Regions from separate parts of the Mus musculus genome. Here regions 1 and 3 are each linked to region 2. A link is a contact called in public promoter capture Hi-C data. All regions are on one chromosome and are shown on one strand. Each heading gives the region's core, a stretch centred on a gene start, on an enhancer-like site or on the middle of the called end of the contact. The rest is flanking DNA. Distances are from core to core; before and after follow the strand shown. Region 1 holds the start of 6530402F18Rik (RIKEN cDNA 6530402F18 gene). Region 2 holds the start of Col5a1 (collagen, type V, alpha 1). Region 3 holds the start of Med27 (mediator complex subunit 27).

Region 1 (2,700 bases), core at 36-2,535, 1.4 Mb after region 2:
ACGCCTTTAATAAAGGCCAGGCTAGCATCCAGGCTGCCCCCTCATTTGACATCGCCTCCCTTAATTAAAAGACACCGAGCAAAGCTCCAGGGAATTATTCGCATTCTTTTTCCCGGCGCTGCTCCGCGGAGACCCTGTCGCCGCCATCCCCCAGCAAAGACCCGCAACTTACTCCGAAACGGGCGGACCCGAGATCTGGAGGTCCACTTCCCGTCTTTGCTCTCCCTGGAGTGCGACTCTCCACGGTGGTGGAGCCCCCTTCTCCGCCTGCCGACCCCCTCCACAGCACCGAAAGAAGTTTCTAACCTGACTGGCCAAGAGTTCTCCTTGCGCCTTTAGAGCCCAGAGGAGACTAAATTAGGGAGGGGAGCGCCGGCGGAGAAGGGTTAATTTACTTTTCATAGACACGAGTAAGCAGCGTTATTGCAACAGCCCATCCCCTCCCCACACAGGCGCTCGGATAGAAAAAGACGAGCTGGGTGGCGGGGAGCCCAGAGAGAAGACTAGCTACTCTACTTCTTAAAGATGCTGCACCCGGCGCGCACACACACCCCTCTTCCGCGGCTCCAGCCCTCCTTTAGTAGCAGCCGCCACCAGATAACTTTGCGTCCGAACCTCGGCTAGGAGGCTCCGAGTGACTCCCTGGTCCGGGGAGAACTGGCACCGTCGCCGAAGCCTTTTCAAAATGAAAGCACCCTGGCGAAACTGCGGCGCTTCCGTCCCCGCCCGCCGCCCCGGCGCTCCCCGCTCGCCTTACCCGGGCTCGGAGCAGCTTCCCGGAGCGAGCCCCGAGAGGCCGGAGACCGCCACCCTCTGGCTGGTGCTGGGTGGGCGCACGGGCCGCAGGGTTGAGAGCTGGAGACTCCTGCCCCGCGCCGCCGCTGCGGTGGCCACCCTCAGATCTGGGCTGGGGAACCCTCGGGCCGCCGGGGGGCCCGCCCGCAGCCGTCCCGGAGACGCGGGCCAGGGAAGGGGGCCAACCGCGCGGCTTGCATGGCCCTCCCGGGCCGATCGGGAGGTCGCTGTTAACAAGTGCAAACTTTTGGGGCCCCCTGGGCAGCCAGGGGAGAACCTGCACGCGCGCCCCACTCAGCCCCTGGCCTGGGTGGGCTTCGCCGCTGCTGGTCCAGGCGCCTGAACATCCCCCTGGCGCGGCGCCGGCCAGATGGCGGGGCGCCTCACCGCCCCCCTGCACTCCGCTCCAAGTTAATGCCGAGGCTAAATCCTCTTGCCATCACTCACGGTCACCATCGGGGCTTTTATCTCCCGGTCTGATCCGGGCTGCGTAACTTCCTCTGTGTGGCTTTAACACACCATCCCACCACGGAGCAACGGTCTTCTTAAAGGTGCAGGAAGGAAATACTGCGAGGCTCCGGGGACGAGCTCGGCCCGGGGAGGGGCGCGGCGAACAGGGGTGTCCCGGCGGGCCCGCGGCCAGGGTGGCCCCAGCAGGCGGCCGCCGGAGTGAGCCTGCTGTGGGGGGTCGCTGCCTACACATCGCCTGTCGGCCCGAGGACCAACCGGTCCCTGAGCTCGGGGTGCATCCTCAGCGGACTCGGGTCAGGCACAGCGGAGCTGCATCTCCCTTCTTCCCAACTGTGGGGCCTGACTCGGTGCCAGCGCCCAGGGGTGTGGGGGCTGCCCCATCGGCACCAGGGAGGGGGCCAAGTGAGTCAGCCCCCACCCCCCACAGCCAGGGCTCTAGGCTGCTGCTCCTCGGTTTCTGTCTCTTTCTCTCTGTGTGAAGCGCTGCCACCCAGAAGGCCCTGAGCAGTGGGTAAAGGGGTGGGTGGGTGGATTTGGGGAGCTGGGGAGGGGGAGCGCTCTGAGCGCACAACCAAAGCATGAATACCAGCTGACACATCGCCGCCTCCAGCCTGATGGGCCCTGCTTTTGACGGAGAAGCCAAGCCAGCTCTGCAGGGAGCGCAGAGTAGGGGGGCAGGAGGGCCTTTGCTAAGGAGCTCTCTGCCTTCCTGGGGCAGGCCTGGGAGGACCACGTGGGAGGACTCCAGCAGATGCCGGGCAGAGGCCACTGAGTTGACTGCCCTAGGACAGCCCTGTGCTCTCTTCAGCCCCCTGGAGGCTTCCTGCCAGGCTGTGTGCAGGCTGTAAGAGTGCTTCCTGGTATTCCCAGGGGCGCTTTGTGGGTCTTTTGGGGGTGCTCCTGGTCCCCTTTGGGTGGGTTCTTGCTGCAGTATTTACGGAGATGTCATTTGGATGCATCAAGAACAAAGGACCTAGAGGGGGTGGGGTGGGGGGAGAGAGAGAGAGAGAGAGAGAGAGAGAGAGGGAGAGAGAGAGAGAGAGAGGGAGAGGGAGAGAGAGAGAGAGACTGGTCCAAGGTCACAGAGGGTGTCACTAGGTTGGCTTGTACCTCAGCCCCCACCCCACTGCCTCCACTCACACCCACTTTAACCCTTCCCTACTCCCAACATCTCCCCCTAAATCTTAACAGAGGGTTGTTCTGTTGGTTATAACATTTGGAATTTTGTGACAAAGCAAGCAGGAAATGAAGAATTAAAGATTGTCATTGGTAATAATGATGATGATAATAATAACAAACAATTTATAGAGTGCCTTTCATGTCAGACTGCATGCAAAGTGGCCTGTGTGCACTGGTCCCTAGTTCTTCCCCAAGCTGTGTGACTTAACCTCAACTTGGAGTTTAGAGACCTTAAGTGGCTTGGCCAAGGTCATG
Region 2 (2,700 bases), core at 152-2,651:
GACTGAGTCTGTCTGTCTGTCTGCATGTCCACTCAAGCTTGTTTCCCTCTGCCCTCTCTGTACTCTGGATAGAATTTAGGACCTTTGTGCACAGCCTCTGAGCTGCATCCCCAGCTTTCCTCCTCTATTCTGTGTACTGTCTGATGTTCCCTATAAGGTACATTCCACACTTAAGCAAAGCTTGAATTAAGTCAGTACTAGCCACCCCCATTCAGATTCAAGAACCAGAGCATGGCCATCCCAGCAACTCCTCTGACTGCCTTTGCCCCCTGACTGCCTCTATCCCCTGACTGCCTCTGCCCTCTGACTGCCTTTGCCCCTTGACTGCCTCTGCCCTCTGACTGCCTCTATCCCATGAATGCCTCTGCACCCTGACTGCCACTCTCCTCTTGTTTGGAGAATAATGAGAAACTAGGGAGCCTGAGGATGCAGCCGGAGAGAGATGTCCCAGGCCGGTCTCCATCACTACAAAATTCTTTCAGGCTGCAATGTGTTCAAAGGGAGCGATAGCTTTGTGTCTGAAAGCCTTCTTAATTCACTCTGATTCTTTCTAAACAAACCCTGAAGCCCTTGGAGAAGGGCAGGGCAGTGAGTCAGGCTTTTGCAGGGCCTCCCAGGCCTGGAGAAGTCTGGGAGAACTCCTGTCTCCCTCTGCTGTAGATGGGGAGCTGGGAGCCCCTCTCCTTTTCCAGCTGTCAGCTCTGGAAGGGGGCTCTTCCTTTTCCTTGTGAGTTGTTGGGCCACTAGGGACAGCAGTAAGGCGGTGGGGTGGGATCTGAGACTGACCTTCACCTGATTAATAACTTGGTCACTCCTTGTTCACTTAAGGCCCCTCTGGGCATCCTTGACAGTCTGGTCTGTGGAGAGGTAGAAGGCAGGTCCCCAGCGCTGTATTGGCCTGTCAGTCATAGTCTAGGGAGCCCCTTCTGGCTGAATTGCAAGTTGAGTCTCCGCCCAGAAGAGGAGCTCTCGGAACTCCTCCTTAAAGAGAAAGTTCTGTGTGGTACTGCAATCTCTCTTTTGAATTCCAGCGATCAAACTTCGGGGGTCCCTCAACGTTGGTTCTTGGAGTCTGGCCAGGTCGGGGTACCTGAGGCGGGAAGAATCTAGGATCAGGGTGGGCCATCAGGTTTTGGAGGCCGCCGCCCAGAGCGGGGAGAAAGAACGGGGGCGCCGGCCCCGTCCCACGTCCGCTCCCGCCCCGGGCCAGCCCCTTCCTCGCCGCGACTCGCCCGCTATCCCCACCCCCTCGCCCTCGGCGCCCAGTGGGAGGCGGGGACCGGCCTTGCTGAGCGGGGCGCCGGGCTCTGATTTGCTGCGGGCGTTGGGGGCGGTGGGGGGTGGGGGAATCCACAGCCTCCGCGTTGTCTGCCAGCAGCGAGGGAGGGAGGGAAAGGGGGGAAAAGTGCTCAGCGCCGAAGGCGAGGTCCGCACTCCTGGTCCCCGCGGCTGGCGCAGGACCTCACTCCAGCGGAGCGCCCACGGGGAGCGGGTCGCGGGGCAGCAGCGGTGAGGAGGCCACGAGACTAGAAGGAGGAGGACAGGGAGTGCGCGAGCAGCCAGCGAGGGGGTCCCGGCCGTCCCGGGCCACAGTCGATCCCTGCGCCGTGGGCGAGCGCGCCCGCTGCCTCTTCCAGAACAGCCACCGCCGCGGGGGAGATCGGGCGGGTGCCGAGCTTCCTATGACTCCCTGAAGTTGTCGTGCTCCCCTAGCGTCCGCCACCCGGGACGTGTCTCTGGTCCCCGTGCATCGTGTGCGTCTCCCGCTCCCCGGCCCGCGCACCCCGCCGGCATGGACGTACACACCCGCTGGAAAGCTGCGCGCCCAGGCGCCCTGCTGCTGTCTTCGCCGCTACTCCTGTTCCTGCTGCTGCTGTGGGCGCCGCCTTCGAGCCGCGCAGGTAAGAGTGCTCTGGGGACCGGACCTCGGGGACTGTAAGAGGTGCGCAGAACCTCCGCGCCGCTGTCATCTCGGGCTCCTTCGCCGCCGGCCTCCTCCGAGCCTGCAGAACTTTCCTCCTTGGCCTGTGGAATGCACCGGGCAAGACAACGAATACCATTCGTTGGGGGCCCAGGAGAGGGAGCCGGGCCAACTCCATCCCCGCGGCGTACCGCCCCCTCCTCAAACGGGCCTGCTGGGTGGGGCTGTTGGTCGAGTCAAGGAAGAATCTGCCTCGTGTTAGATCCCAGCAGAGGTGCTCACACTTTTGTCCCCAAACCTCGCATTTTCTGTCCCACATCACAGGCGACCCGCTGCATCCCACGCAGCCCTTAAGCAGAAACTTTCCTTCTGAAAGCTGGAAAGGGCCGCCCCCTAGAGTCAAGGCCATTCAGTTCCTCAGGGACGCCTAGGGGTGGAGGGGGATCCCAGAAGTTTGAAACCCCAGCTATGGACTTCCCTCTGTACACACCCTCTTGCTTGTCTGAGCTAAGTTTCTGCAATTCCCAGGGGACAGAGTTCCCTGTAGTCCCTGACAAGTCTTCAGGGGCACTGGGGAGCCCTGTGAGGTAGGCCAGCCCTACTCCTAGCCGTCAAACCTCCAAACCCCTTAGAGGTAGTTTTCTTGGGCTTTCTGCCCAAAGATGGGATGAACGGGAAGCCTGGAGAGGGCCTTGGAGTCTGGGCTGGGAGCTTCTCAGATGATCTGCAGATGTGAGACTCCTGCCAGGTTGGGTTCTCTGAAGGAGCCCTGATCCAAT
Region 3 (2,700 bases), core at 115-2,614, 1.5 Mb after region 2:
AAAGAACAAGAACTTGGCAGGGCAGTGGTGGCACACGCCTTTAATCCCAGCACTTGGGAGGCAGAGGCAGGTGGATTTCTGAGTTCAAGGCCAGCCTGGTCTACAGAGTGAGTTCCAGGGCAGTCAGGGCTACACAGAGGAACCCTGTCTCGAAAAACCAAACAAAAACAAACCAAACAAAAAGAACAAGAACTTATTCTTTTTTTTTTCTTTTAAGATTTATTTTTATTTTATGTATGTGAGTACACTGTAGCTGACTTCAGATGCACCAGAAGAGGGCATCTGATCCCACTGCAGATGGTTGTGAGCCACCATGTGGTTGCTGGGAATTGAACTTAGGACCTCTGAAAGAGCAGTCAGTGCTCTTAATCGTTGAGCCATCTCTCTAGTCCCAGGAACTTATTCTTAATTACAAATAAAAACCCTAACTTGCAAGGACTTAACATGAGGCAAATAGAACTTATTCTTTAATTACAAACAGAAACTTTAGCCTGCACAGGACAGAGGAACTTATTCTTAACTGTCTTAACTGCAAACAGATCCCCTAAGCTGCAAGGTCTATTTTCCCTGTTTTGATCTTCCATTAACTTGAAAGGTATATTGTCCATTTTGATGTCACAGTATATATCAATTTGTATCATATATAATCACATTTTGCTTATTTGCTTATACGTTGGTAGATATCTGGCTCCTTTCACACTTGACTATAGTGAATGAGGTTGCGGTGGATATGGAAGTACAAACATCTCATTTAGACACTGCTTTCAATTCTTTTGGACACATACCATAATTTCTATTATTATTATTATTGTTAATTTACTTTTTGGACACAGGTCCTCATGTAGCCCAAATGTTTTCTATTTCCTTTTAAGTTTCATAAAGAAAAACGTTTTGAAACTATATAGAATACCTTGCTGTTTCGAAAAAACATCAATTGATTCATACCTTAACCAATTATTTAGGCTGCCAAGTGGCAGTTTTCTTGTATCACTCTGCCTTCATTTATGTGTTGGCATTTTACTACAGGTAAGAGAGTTCTTCCCCTTTATTTATGAATATGGACTCATTCATGTACTCTGGGGACATTTTATTGTTTTGAGAAATTCCTATGTGACTGTTCAAATTTTGGAGATACACAGTGGGCTTCTGCATTTCTTTGTCATTCACTATTAAGCAAAAGGAGAGGACAAAATGACTTCCCTAGATGGAGATCATAACTTGTGGTCAACTCTCTCATTCAGTCAGACTGGCGCTGTTTTTCCAAGTTCGCTAGAGCTTCCTGGATGGGAGCCACGTCGCAAACTACACATCCCAATACCCTCCTAGGACAACGTCATCACGAAGCGCCGCGCGCCGCTCAGGCTGTGGACTCTGGAAAGCCGGCTGTGACAGCTGCAACATGGCGGACGTGCTGAGCGTTGGTGTGAACCTGGAGGCCTTTTCGCAGGCTATTAGCGCCATCCAGGCGCTACGCTCTAGCGTGAGTAGGGTCTTCGACTGCCTTAAGGATGGCATGCGCAACAAAGAGACGCTGGAGGGCCGCGAGAAGGCCTTCATCGCGAACTTCCAGGACAACTTGCATTCCGTCAACCGGGACCTCAAGTAGGTACTGGCTGAAAGGATCGGGGTTGAGGACCCTTCTGGCACCTGTCCCGCCCGGATCCCGCGCCAGTCTGCCCAGTCACGGGCCTCTCTCCTTTATTCACAGTCCGCTGTCACTTTCGCTCATCTCCCGGTCCTAGTCAGCCTCTCAGGGACTCCTTGTCTCCCGTCCCGTTACCTAGTATTCATTCTGTTGGCCATTTCGTCCTGGTTGTCATCTGTGGTCCTCGGTTCCCGCTGTAGTGGTCCTATCTGATGAGGAAACCTCTTCTCAGGAACTTCCACCTCGTCGATCTTATCAGACCTTTTCCTTGGGCTCCATCACATCGGGCCAGTCTCCCCATCAACACTGTCCCAGGCCCAATTACGTACCTCTCGATCCGATGAGCTCCAGTTCCCATCCTCAGAGCCTAGAATTCATCAGTTCCACCTCACCTCATTCTCAGACTACCTCCGTTACCTTTGCCTCTTTCCATTTCCCCTCCGAAGCCACCTGCTCCTCACTGCCAGTCACCATCATTCCTTTTGTTTAGCTCTTTTCTCGAGAGATACAGTCTTACATCTATTAGGATGTTTAAGAGGAAGAATTTATTTAGGTTCAGTTTCAGAGGACTCAGTTCACTACAACGGGAAAGGAATGTTTGAGCAGGTTAACCCCTAATAATTGGGGATTACATATTTCCCTCACGGGACTCCTTTTACATCATTAGTGTATTAAGAGTTTGCTGAGAAGACATTACTCAGATGCCATGCATAGAAGGCACTTTGGATTTTGAGACAGGGATTCTCAGGGTAACAGTCTTGGTTGTCCTGGAATTCAATTTGTAGACCAGGATGGCCTCAAACTCACAAGAGATCCTCCTGCCTCTGCCTCTCTGGATTAATCTGCTGGGATTAAAGGTGTGTGCCACCACACACAGTTTAGTAGGCATGTCTTCTGTGCCTGAACTTGTGTTTTCTTCCTGTCTTAGAAATTAGAATGGAAGGACTTGAGGTCTCCCCCCCCCCCCCAGACAGGGTTTCTCTGTATAGCCCTGGCTGTCCTGGAACTCACTCTGTAGACCAGGCTGGCCTCAAACTCAGAAATCTGCCTGCCTC

What was found. Promoter capture Hi-C pulls out the DNA fragments that hold promoters and counts their contacts.
Region 1: a contact with region 2 is called in a promoter capture Hi-C map of liver, with 8 times the contacts expected there. The contact joins the promoter of 6530402F18Rik here to the promoter of Col5a1 in region 2. A contact is called at or near these places in 1 of 39 promoter capture datasets (liver) and 1 of 484 Hi-C or Micro-C datasets (embryonic stem cells).
Region 3: a promoter capture Hi-C map of liver shows a contact between it and region 2, with 2.9 times the contacts expected there. The contact joins the promoter of Med27 here to the promoter of Col5a1 in region 2. A contact is called at or near these places in 1 of 39 promoter capture datasets (liver) and 1 of 115 datasets of contacts at active chromatin or transcription factors (pancreatic cancer cells).

The regions. Positions count from the first base shown.
Region 1 is chr2:29,251,708-29,254,407 of GRCm38.p6, forward strand. It overlaps 6530402F18Rik (RIKEN cDNA 6530402F18 gene), which reads right to left and starts at 1,286. Exons shown (of 2, transcript NR_029460.1): 1 at 758-1,286.
Region 2 is chr2:27,885,024-27,887,723 of GRCm38.p6, forward strand. It overlaps Col5a1 (collagen, type V, alpha 1), which reads left to right and starts at 1,402. Exons shown (of 66, transcript NM_015734.2): 1 at 1,402-1,901. The coding sequence starts at 1,793.
Region 3 is chr2:29,345,446-29,348,145 of GRCm38.p6, forward strand. It overlaps Med27 (mediator complex subunit 27), which reads left to right and starts at 1,365. Exons shown (of 8, transcript NM_026896.5): 1 at 1,365-1,602. The coding sequence starts at 1,400.